3 separate regions of the Mus musculus genome follow, and all the other regions are linked to region 2. Evidence: chromatin contacts called from public promoter capture Hi-C and targeted proximity ligation data. All regions are on one chromosome and are shown on one strand. The core of a region is the stretch at or near the end of the contact, and the rest is flanking DNA. Distances in the headings are between cores, read along the strand shown. Region 1 holds the start of Malat1 (metastasis associated lung adenocarcinoma transcript 1 (non-coding RNA)). Region 2 holds the start of Clcf1 (cardiotrophin-like cytokine factor 1). Region 3 holds the start of Ap5b1 (adaptor-related protein complex 5, beta 1 subunit).

Region 1 (2,818 bases), core at 56-2,555, 1.6 Mb after region 2:
AGACCTGGGTCAGCTGCCAATGCTAGTCGTTAGGATTTTAAAAGCACCTCAGCTCAAGTCCAATGCAAAATGCTGACAATCTTGAAACTGTTATCAAAAGTCCTTTTGTCATCAAGCAAAATTAAGCTACAAGTTAAGGCTTTTAATATTCTTCTAACTCTTCAAAGGCATTCTGCCTTAACTTTTTACTTCAGTCCTAGTAGCTTTGATTGCTAGCTTCAATCTTGTATGTGGCTGTCTAAAGACTCTTCTAAACTGCTCGCTCCATCAGAAATTTGAACTTATGGCTTTAAAGATAATTTCCTTCTGACTTTATATCTTATCCAACCTTTTGGCCTCAATCTTATCTTCTTTGCCTATCTTGAATGCTGGCATCCAAAGTTGTCTTAACTTCCATTTTGTTTTTCTATCTTGCTTCTTTCTATCTTCTATTCTTCGGCTTCCTACTACCTGTGCCTTTAAGTACCTTTTCTGTCTTCTAAAGATGCTTTGTCTTCTATTTTCCTATCTTCTCTAACAGCTTTTTCTTCACCTTCCTGTATGTCTTCTTCGTCTTTCACTTCCATTTTCTAATCTTCTTTCTCCAAATACTAGCCTAACCTTTTTGTTTTTTCAAGACAGGGTTTCTCTGTGTAGCCCTGGCTGTCCTGGAACTCACTCTGTAGACCAGGCTGGCCTCGAACTCAGAAATCCGCCTGCCTCTGCCTCCCAAGTGCTAGGATTAAAGGCGTGCGCCACCATCGCCCGGCTAGCCTAACACTTCCATCTTCCCTGTTTCCAACTCATGCCTTCAAACGTACATGCGCCAGTCGAAGGATTTTTATAACGGCCGTCAACTTAACCTACTTTTCTCAATCTTTTAAAACTACACCTCATTTTCAAACTATTCTCTACAACTTTACTGTTTTAAATGCCACTTAGATTCTATTTAGGTAACCTTCGTTTTAATCTACAAGGCCGACCTTCAAACTAGAACCTTTTAGAACTTCACAAAACCTCCCTTTACAATCTCCTAAACTGCTCTGGTCAGCCTCCATTATACAGTACAAATACTTTTCTCCTCATTTCCTTTTTCAAACTGTTTAAATAAGCCTTCATGTTATCTCTTAAGATCTTCTTAGATTATTAAGACTAAGTAATATTTCGATAAGCTACTCTATTAGCTTAAGTTTAGAGTTCTAATTCTTTTTACTGCTCAATCTTTTTAATTAAAAACTTATCTGCGATTTCCTCGGGCTGAGTCTCCTGCCTCACGAGCTCAGCTGTGCTGCTCTACGCTGCTCTGCTCTCGCTGCCTGAATGCCTGACGCAGAGCCCGGAGCGCCGGTATTTATTGCAAAGGGACACGTCACTCCACCGGAACCTAGTAACCCTCCACCACCTTGGTGAAGGAAGAAAAATAGTTCCTCAGAGAGTTAAAAATAGATCCTGACTTCCAAGTTTCTAGATTTTTCTTGACGTCGTGTGGGCCTCTTGGACCTTGCTAATACAGAGAAATGTTTAGCTTGTACCAGCTAAATAGGTACAAATAGGTTTAAAATTTCTGGTCACAAGGAGAAAAAACATGAACTAATAGCTATTAAAAATGGGAGCCCCAAGTTTTTCAGATGTTTCAACACCTTTTGCGTTTTCCTGGGAGGACAGAGGGTATAGCGTATGTTGCAAGTGTTAAAACAGGCTTTCCCACAGCTTCAGCTTCCACTTCCCATTTTGTAACTCCCCGAGCGGCTGCCATTTCATGCGAAACAAGATGGAGGTCTCTCGGAAAGTGACCGGCCCTGCGAGTGGCTTCTGAGGTGGTGACACTTTGTACTGGTTTATACTGGGAATGCTCCTGTAGGGACGACCTGCAGCCTCCGGCTGCTCTCGGGGCCACTTTTCCGAGCCCGGGTACACGAGCGCTTTGGTGCTTGCCTACGTCCGCCATGTTAGGCTGCGGTCTCAGCCCAGCAAGGCCATGGTCGCTGCAGGTGAGGGCACGGCGACCTTGGCGGCCATGCCGAGCACCACCCGCACTGCGCTAATAACCGTCAGAGCCCGGCCCGTGGCGGCAAGGTCCCCAGGTCTATCTCATCGCTTCCTAAAACTACGACGGAGGGGAAAGGATGTTTTTCTCTTTCTCCCAGGACCATGGAGAAAGCGTCACTGGGCGCAGAAAGCGGGGGCCGCGCCAGGGAGGGCGGGGAGGACCGCGGAACCCGTCGCGAGGACAAAGGGGGTGGGGAGAGGCGCAAGGATACGCGGGTCGTGAGTCGCCGCCTCCCTTTGTGAGCTGCTGAATCGAGGGCTGGCAGCCGGCCGGGTTCGACCGGTTCTAACCGGTTCCAGCCGGTCTAGGCAAAGTTTCTGCTGCAGAGCCTCGCTGCGCAGGCGCGCCCCGCCCCGCCCCCAAGCGCCTTCACCACGGTGCTGGAATGACTGGTGTGGGAGCAGGGCGGCTGCGGGGGGCTGTGCTGCAGTTTCCTGGTCGCCCCTTATTGCGGCCTACTGGGCCCACGGACATGGCTTTTTTGGTCTCTATGTCATCCATTAAGTGTTAAGACACATACTTTGCTCGTACGTTTACTTTATACTCTAGAATTTTCAAAGGGAAGCGAGTCTCGGGTTGATCCCGTAAACTGGAGGCTGCCTGGATTTTTAGAAAAGCTGCTGGAGTCGTGGGAAACAGCGCCCCGGGGCGCATTGAGATCCAGAGCTCGCGATCGCACACGGCCTGGCGGCACCGTCCTGCTCCCCACCTCTACGTTCTAGGACCTGTGAATAGGGAGGTTTGGGCAGAGGCTTTCCCAGGGTAGACAGAACTTAATGACCATACAGG
Region 2 (2,838 bases), core at 336-2,835:
AAGGCACTTTTCATCAGAGCAGCTACTGATGCTCTAGACTTCCCTGCCCCCACCCAGACCAGCTCTCCATTCTCAGCTTTTTCTTCTTGTTCAGAAAAGGGGGGGGGGGGTGAGGGAGAAAGAAAGGAAGGGAAAGAGGGGAAAAAAATAGAAAGAAACACCCCAACAACAAAGTCTGTCCCACTCCAGTGAGGTAATTGAAAACAAATTTTTTCCCAACCCCCCCACCCCCCCACCCCAGTTCTCCAGTGCAGAACAGGGAAGTGCCGCCCTGGGAAACTAGCACTGGCCATGACTGATGCCCACGCTGACCCACAGGCTGGAGGGGCTGTGTTGGACTGGCAGAGTGCCCTCCTTTCCCAGGGGTCCCAGCAGAAGTGGGGGGGGGGGTGAATACCTCATGCCATTCCAGAGACAGGCATCACCTTCCACGGCTGGCTGCCACCGCTATCTACCCCTGGTGAGACTACAGAGAAACAACACAGCAACTTATCAGATGACTTAATTGGTGGAATGCTTCTACAAGCACCCAAGACTTGGGGACCAAATGACTGTCCCCCAAGAAAAATCACAGAATGGGGCTGCCTCCAAGCCCCAGATGACAGCTGTTTCCTCTGCACTAGCTCTCATGCTCCCTCGCTCTCCCTGGCAGCCCTCTGGAGAGGGAGGAAGGAGGAGGAAAGGAGACCCTCCTGGGAGGGTCTAGGCTTATGGGTCCCCTAGGTCTCCCACTCAGAAAGTCCCAACCCAGGCCTGAGGGGAAGGAGGGAGAATGCTCTTAGCCAAACCACCCCTACCTCACCACCGGAAAAACCAACAACCCAAACCCCCAAAGGGAAGAGGATGCCAAATGTCTCGATGGGGAAGCTTTTCACTAACGGGATGCTGGGTCTATCCATGGCCTTGAATCTTCGAGTTCCCGCTGAGTCACCCGTGAAGCCTCTGGTGTTGAAACTGGTCCGGTGCCTTGTGCTGATTAATGAATTACAAATCCCCCACCCATGTGCACTCTCCCTGGTCACCGGGAAGAATGAAAACCCTTGTGAACTTGACTGAGAAGCTGGGCCCTGGTGCCCTCTCCCCTCCTCAGGGGGCATTGTGAGCTGGTTAGTCACCTGCCCCAGCCCCTGGCGCCACACTTAGCTCTAGCTTTTGGAAGTGGGACAAGTGGCGGGACAATAGGCAAGGGGGGCGGTCAGCCCAGACAAAGGGCAGCAGGAAAAACACCATCACTTGCTTGGAGGCCAGCTTGCTGGCATTTGAGAGAATGTGTCATTGCATTTACTCAAGTGGGAGGGGGAGGGAAGGTTAGAATGAAGAGGCAGAGGTAGAGTGGGTACAGGGACCCTCAACCCGGCAATGAGCAGAGGGAAGAAGGCCAGCATGCCTTGGCCGACACCAAGGAAGAAGCCCACACCAAGGCCAGCTCCCTTTCCAAGCTCTCAGGAGTTTGCCGAGGGACGATGCCCTCCCTGCCCCCTCCCCCAGGAGGCCTAGGGTGGTACCGTCGCAGCCTTGCCTCACCTCACCACCCCCCCCCTCAGTGTTGTGGGAGGGAGAGGAGCCCCAGAAGCCCTCCCTTCCCTCCTCCCCCCTCTTCCCCCCACCCGGGGAGGGCTGCTACAATTTGTGGTTACAGCTTTACACGTCAGAAAAAAAAAAGTTTGCAGAATGTCCCACACCGAAAAAAAAATGCGAAACCGAGAGAAAAAAACCTGCGAGTGGGCCTGGCGGATGGGATTATTAAAGCTTCGCCGGAGCCGCGGCTCGCCCTCCCACTCCGCCAGCCTCTGGGAGAGGAGCCGCGCCCGGCCGGCCCGGCCCCCAGCCCCATGGACCTCCGAGCAGGTAGGAGCCAGGCGTCCGAGGCCGAGGCCTCCGCCCCCGCCCAGCACCAGTGAGATCCGGTTCCCGTCCTCCTCCCCACCCTCGGAGCCCCAAGCCCGGGCCGGGCCGGGGAGCAGAGCTCGGGCTGGGGAGGTACGGCCGGGCGCCCTCGAGAGGGGCCGGGTGGGGACGCGGCATTCCTGGAGTCCGCTTGGCGGAGCCAGGAGGTGGCTGAGAACGCGGCGGGGAGCCTGGACAACCCTCAGACCTGGACGGGCGGCCACCTGGAGCCGCGGCGAGGCGGGGTCCCAGGGAACCCGCGGACACAGAGCCCCGCGCCAGAATCGGGGCGAGCGAGTCCGAGGCGGGCAGCGAGGGTGTGGGGGGGGGGCCGCGGCGCAAGGGAGGAGGGGGCCAGGAGAGGAAGAGGGAGGGAGAGAGGCAGAGGGGGAGCCCGCGGCCGAGCAGCGGGAAGCGAGGGGGAGGCCGACACCTCGGGCCGCGCTGAACTCCTTCCTCGGCCCGCGGGGAGGGCAGGAGGGCGCGCGAGAGGAGGGCGGAGGGCAGAGCAAACCTAGCTGGGCCGGGCCGGGCCGGGCCGGGCCGCCACGGGACTCCGGTTACTACGCTGCGCGCGGCGTGGCCGGAGCCCTCCATGCTGCCCACCGCCTGGGAGCCAGAGGCAGGTAGGCGCGGCGGGGTGGCCGGGGCCCCGAGCCCGCGGTGGCCTGGGAGTGATTACTGCAGGAGGGTGTTGTGGGGGAGACGCAGCCTGGCCGGACCCAGCAGGAAAAAGTCCGTCAGCGGCCGGGAGCGCCGAGACTGCCGGCAGCCCCTCGAGCGGCTGCCTGGCTAGGCGGCCCGTGGCAGGAGGGCGGGCCAGGCAGGGAGTGGACGCGCCGGAGCGGGCAGCGGCTCAGCCGAGCCCCGAAGCCCAACGCCCGGACCCCGCCTCCGCCCCCGCCGCCGCCGGGAAGGGAGCGAACGGGGGGGCGGGGCCGGGGGCGCCGG
Region 3 (2,891 bases), core at 318-2,817, 1.4 Mb after region 2:
TTGGGACACAGCCAGAGTTGGACTCCCTGACCCCTGGAAGCCCCTCCCCTCAACTGTAACAGGGTTTAATAATCCTTTCTGGCTACCGAGAGCTGGGACACCAGACCTGCAGTTATCAGCGCCCTCTGGGCCTCAGACAGGGCAACCAGACAGGCTCCTACTCCAACCTGCCTTCCCAGCCCAGGGCTGCTCTCACCCTGGCCTCTTTCATCTTGGGCCTAATTAGCCGGGCGCCCCACCCCAAAGCTTCTTAAACAGGAGTCATCACTCCCAATTTATAGATGGGGAAACTGAGGCACCTAGAGGGAAGTGGTTTAGAGCTGTCGCCTGTGAGTCAGCTGTGGAGCCAGAGCCCAGAAGAGCAGAGACCAGGTCTTCTAGCTCCCCGTGCCTCCCCCAACGCCCCCATGTCTCCATTCTCTCTTCTTCTACCCTTGTTCTGGGGGCCCAGGCAGTCTTCTTTTTAGGACCCTACCTCACCACTCTCATCTGCAGCCAGGTCAGGATAAGGGGCTAGGAAGGAACTTGGGCCACCCAAAGGGACAAAGACAAAGAAATAGCCAGAGGCTAGCAATGGGGGCTCAGGTGTTTCATCTTCAAAGTGGCTAGCAGGAGGCTTTATAGGACGGTGAGTATGAGATTTGGACGACAGAAGGTCTGAGCCCCTGAAACTAGCGGGCCAGTGAGCACCCACAGCCTGGGACTCGCCAACAAGCCCAGATACAGTCCTCTGGACTCTAGTAGGTAGCGTGTGTACTACTTGGCCAGAAGTCTGGCAGCCCGGCCGTTGTCTTCTCAAGCCTTGGTTTCTCGGTTCATATTAGGTGTGTTACGAGCTGAGTGACCCTCCAGGCCCCGCCAACACGCACACCTAGAGTCAGGATCCCGTTGTGTTTCGGCTTCGCTGCGTCTTAAGGTCCCGCCCTGCTCGCTCTACTCTAGCGCGCCCGACCCCTGTAGGCAATCCGTGCGACTTCGGGCAAAGGTCAGCAGCTACCATCCGGCTGCGACCCTGGCCCCGGGTCCTCGCCTCCAAGCAGAGCGAGGTGGTCCCCCCCAGCACCCCCGACGCCAGGTCAGCGTTGAGGACGCCAAGCCAAGCCCTGCGGCGCCGGTTCGACCGGTCCCGCAGTGACCCACGCCTTGCTCTTCCTGCTCTGCCCTGGGACTGCGCCTCGCGCGCCACCCAGCGGCCGCCCGAAGACCCGCATTCAAGCAGCCGGGCCAAGCGCGCAGTCACCGGGCCCGGGCGGGAGGACTGGGGGACGCGCTGGCCGCCTTCCCGATCTGCCCAAGCCGCTGTTCTGCTCCAGGGCCTGGGAACGCAGTTCCATCGGGGAGCGGACCGGGAGCCCGGCCCACCAAACCCCGCCCCTGCCCGTGCCTGCGGCAGTTTCGGGGCAGGGGGCCTGCACGGCGAGACAGTTACTCAGACCTGGCGAAACCGGCGAGTCGGCACCTGCCGGCCTGGCGGGCGTGGCAGGCGGAGGCTCCGTTACGCCCCGCCCCCGGGCTCGCCCCGTCCCGGCCGCCCACGCGCCGAGCGCCGCGCCCCGCCCCGGCCCGCGCCGCCAGCCTGCCAGCCCGGAAGGAGCCGACCGAGCGCCCGCGGCAGCTGACTCAAGCGGTGAGAGAGGCCGACCCGTTACCACGGGCGCCAGGGGCGCGAGCGACGCTGTGGTTTCGATGCCCTTCGTAGGCGGGAGGCTTAATGAGCTCTCCGCACGCACCTTCTGGGCACCCCCACCCCGATCCTGCGGGTCCTATCCTGCAGGGGCCCGGGCTGTTGCTTCCGGCATTATCTCCGAAGCCTCCAGAGTTCATCTCGGGACCTAGGCATTGGGGGGCGGGGAGGGGTCTGCAAGACGGCCCTAGGGTAACAGCAGCCCCTCGGGAAGGTGGAGGACCTGGGCGCCCTCTAGTGGCCGTAAAGGCCTGCGCGTCGTCCTCGCCTCGGTGTCTGATGCTCTCTTCCCTTTACAGAGAAGTGGATGACTGACCATGGGGCCCCTAGGTCGAGAAGCCTGGGCCCAGCGCCTGGGGGCCTTCCGAGCCAGCCCATCCGCCTTTCTGGCAGGTGCCGAAGGTGAGGATTTGGGTCGCGACCTGTTGAGTGACCTAAGGAGTGAAAAGCTAAGCGAGCAGACCAAGGTAGGTCCTGCCCGTGTGCCCTGCCGTGGTCCATATGGTTGCTTCATACTACCGCATGCTGAACTCAACGAGTTCCTCTTAAATCCCCCATCTCAGGTTTCCTTACTGACACTGAGCTTGGAGTACTCTGATAAACTTTGGCCTGATGCACCTGCCGCGGAGGCTGCTGCCACTTCCCTGTTGGACACGCTTGTCCTCCTGCCCACAAGACCTTCAGCTCTCCGGAGGCTCCTGTTGTTGGCAGCCACTACAGCCCTGGTGTCAGGAGATGCTCTCGGACCCACTTCGGGAGCTTCCTGCCGGCTTCTGCCCTTACTTCTTGGCTTAGCTTCAGGCCGAGACTTGGGACGAAGCTTTGGAACCCCTTCAGAACAGCGCCATCTACAGGCCACAGCCTGTGAATGCCTTGGAGAACTTGAGCGCTGTAAGCCTGGGCTGCTGGCCGGCGCCCTGGGGATGCTGCGGAGCCTCCCAGGGCAAACAGGTCCCATCCAGCCTGTCAGCCTGCTTCTGGCCCTTGTTCTACACGACACCTTGGTGGTACAGTCCAGGTCTGGGGCTGGCCTGCAAGGCCTGCTGGTGGCTGAGGACTTCTCCACTGGGAGTTGTCCCTGGGACTGGACCCTGGCTGAGGAATGGGATGCCCATCTTAAGCCCCAGGGGCCCAGCTGGCCCACAGCTGGGGAGGAGGAGCGTGGCTTTCCGGTTCTAGAGCCCAGCCCCGAGGACGCCCGAGAGCT

What was found. Promoter capture Hi-C pulls out the DNA fragments that hold promoters and counts their contacts.
Region 1: a targeted proximity ligation map of pancreatic cancer cells shows a contact between it and region 2. A contact is called at or near these places in 2 of 39 promoter capture datasets (the C10 cell line and pre-B cells) and 1 of 130 datasets of targeted methods (pancreatic cancer cells).
Region 3: a promoter capture Hi-C map of neutrophils shows a contact between it and region 2, with 3 times the contacts expected there. A contact is called at or near these places in 1 of 39 promoter capture datasets (neutrophils) and 3 of 130 datasets of targeted methods (kidney, microglia and pancreatic cancer cells).

Annotation. Positions count from the first base shown.
Region 1 is chr19:5,801,367-5,804,184 of GRCm38.p6, forward strand. It overlaps Malat1 (metastasis associated lung adenocarcinoma transcript 1 (non-coding RNA)), which reads right to left and starts at 1,306. Exons shown (of 1, transcript NR_002847.3): 1 at 1-1,306.
Region 2 is chr19:4,212,653-4,215,490 of GRCm38.p6, forward strand. It overlaps Clcf1 (cardiotrophin-like cytokine factor 1), which reads left to right and starts at 1,586. Exons shown (of 3, transcript NM_019952.5): 1 at 1,586-1,848. The coding sequence starts at 1,833. Gm45928 (predicted gene, 45928) reads left to right here and starts at 1,773. Exons shown (of 4, transcript NR_132309.2): 1 at 1,773-1,848. LOC102631992 (a long non-coding RNA gene) reads right to left here. Exons shown (of 4, transcript XR_003952884.1): 3 at 398-2,838.
Region 3 is chr19:5,566,457-5,569,347 of GRCm38.p6, forward strand. Ap5b1 (adaptor-related protein complex 5, beta 1 subunit) reads left to right here and starts at 1,568. Exons shown (of 3, transcript NM_001362046.1): 1 at 1,568-1,627; 2 at 1,984-2,151; 3 at 2,248-2,891. The coding sequence starts at 2,002.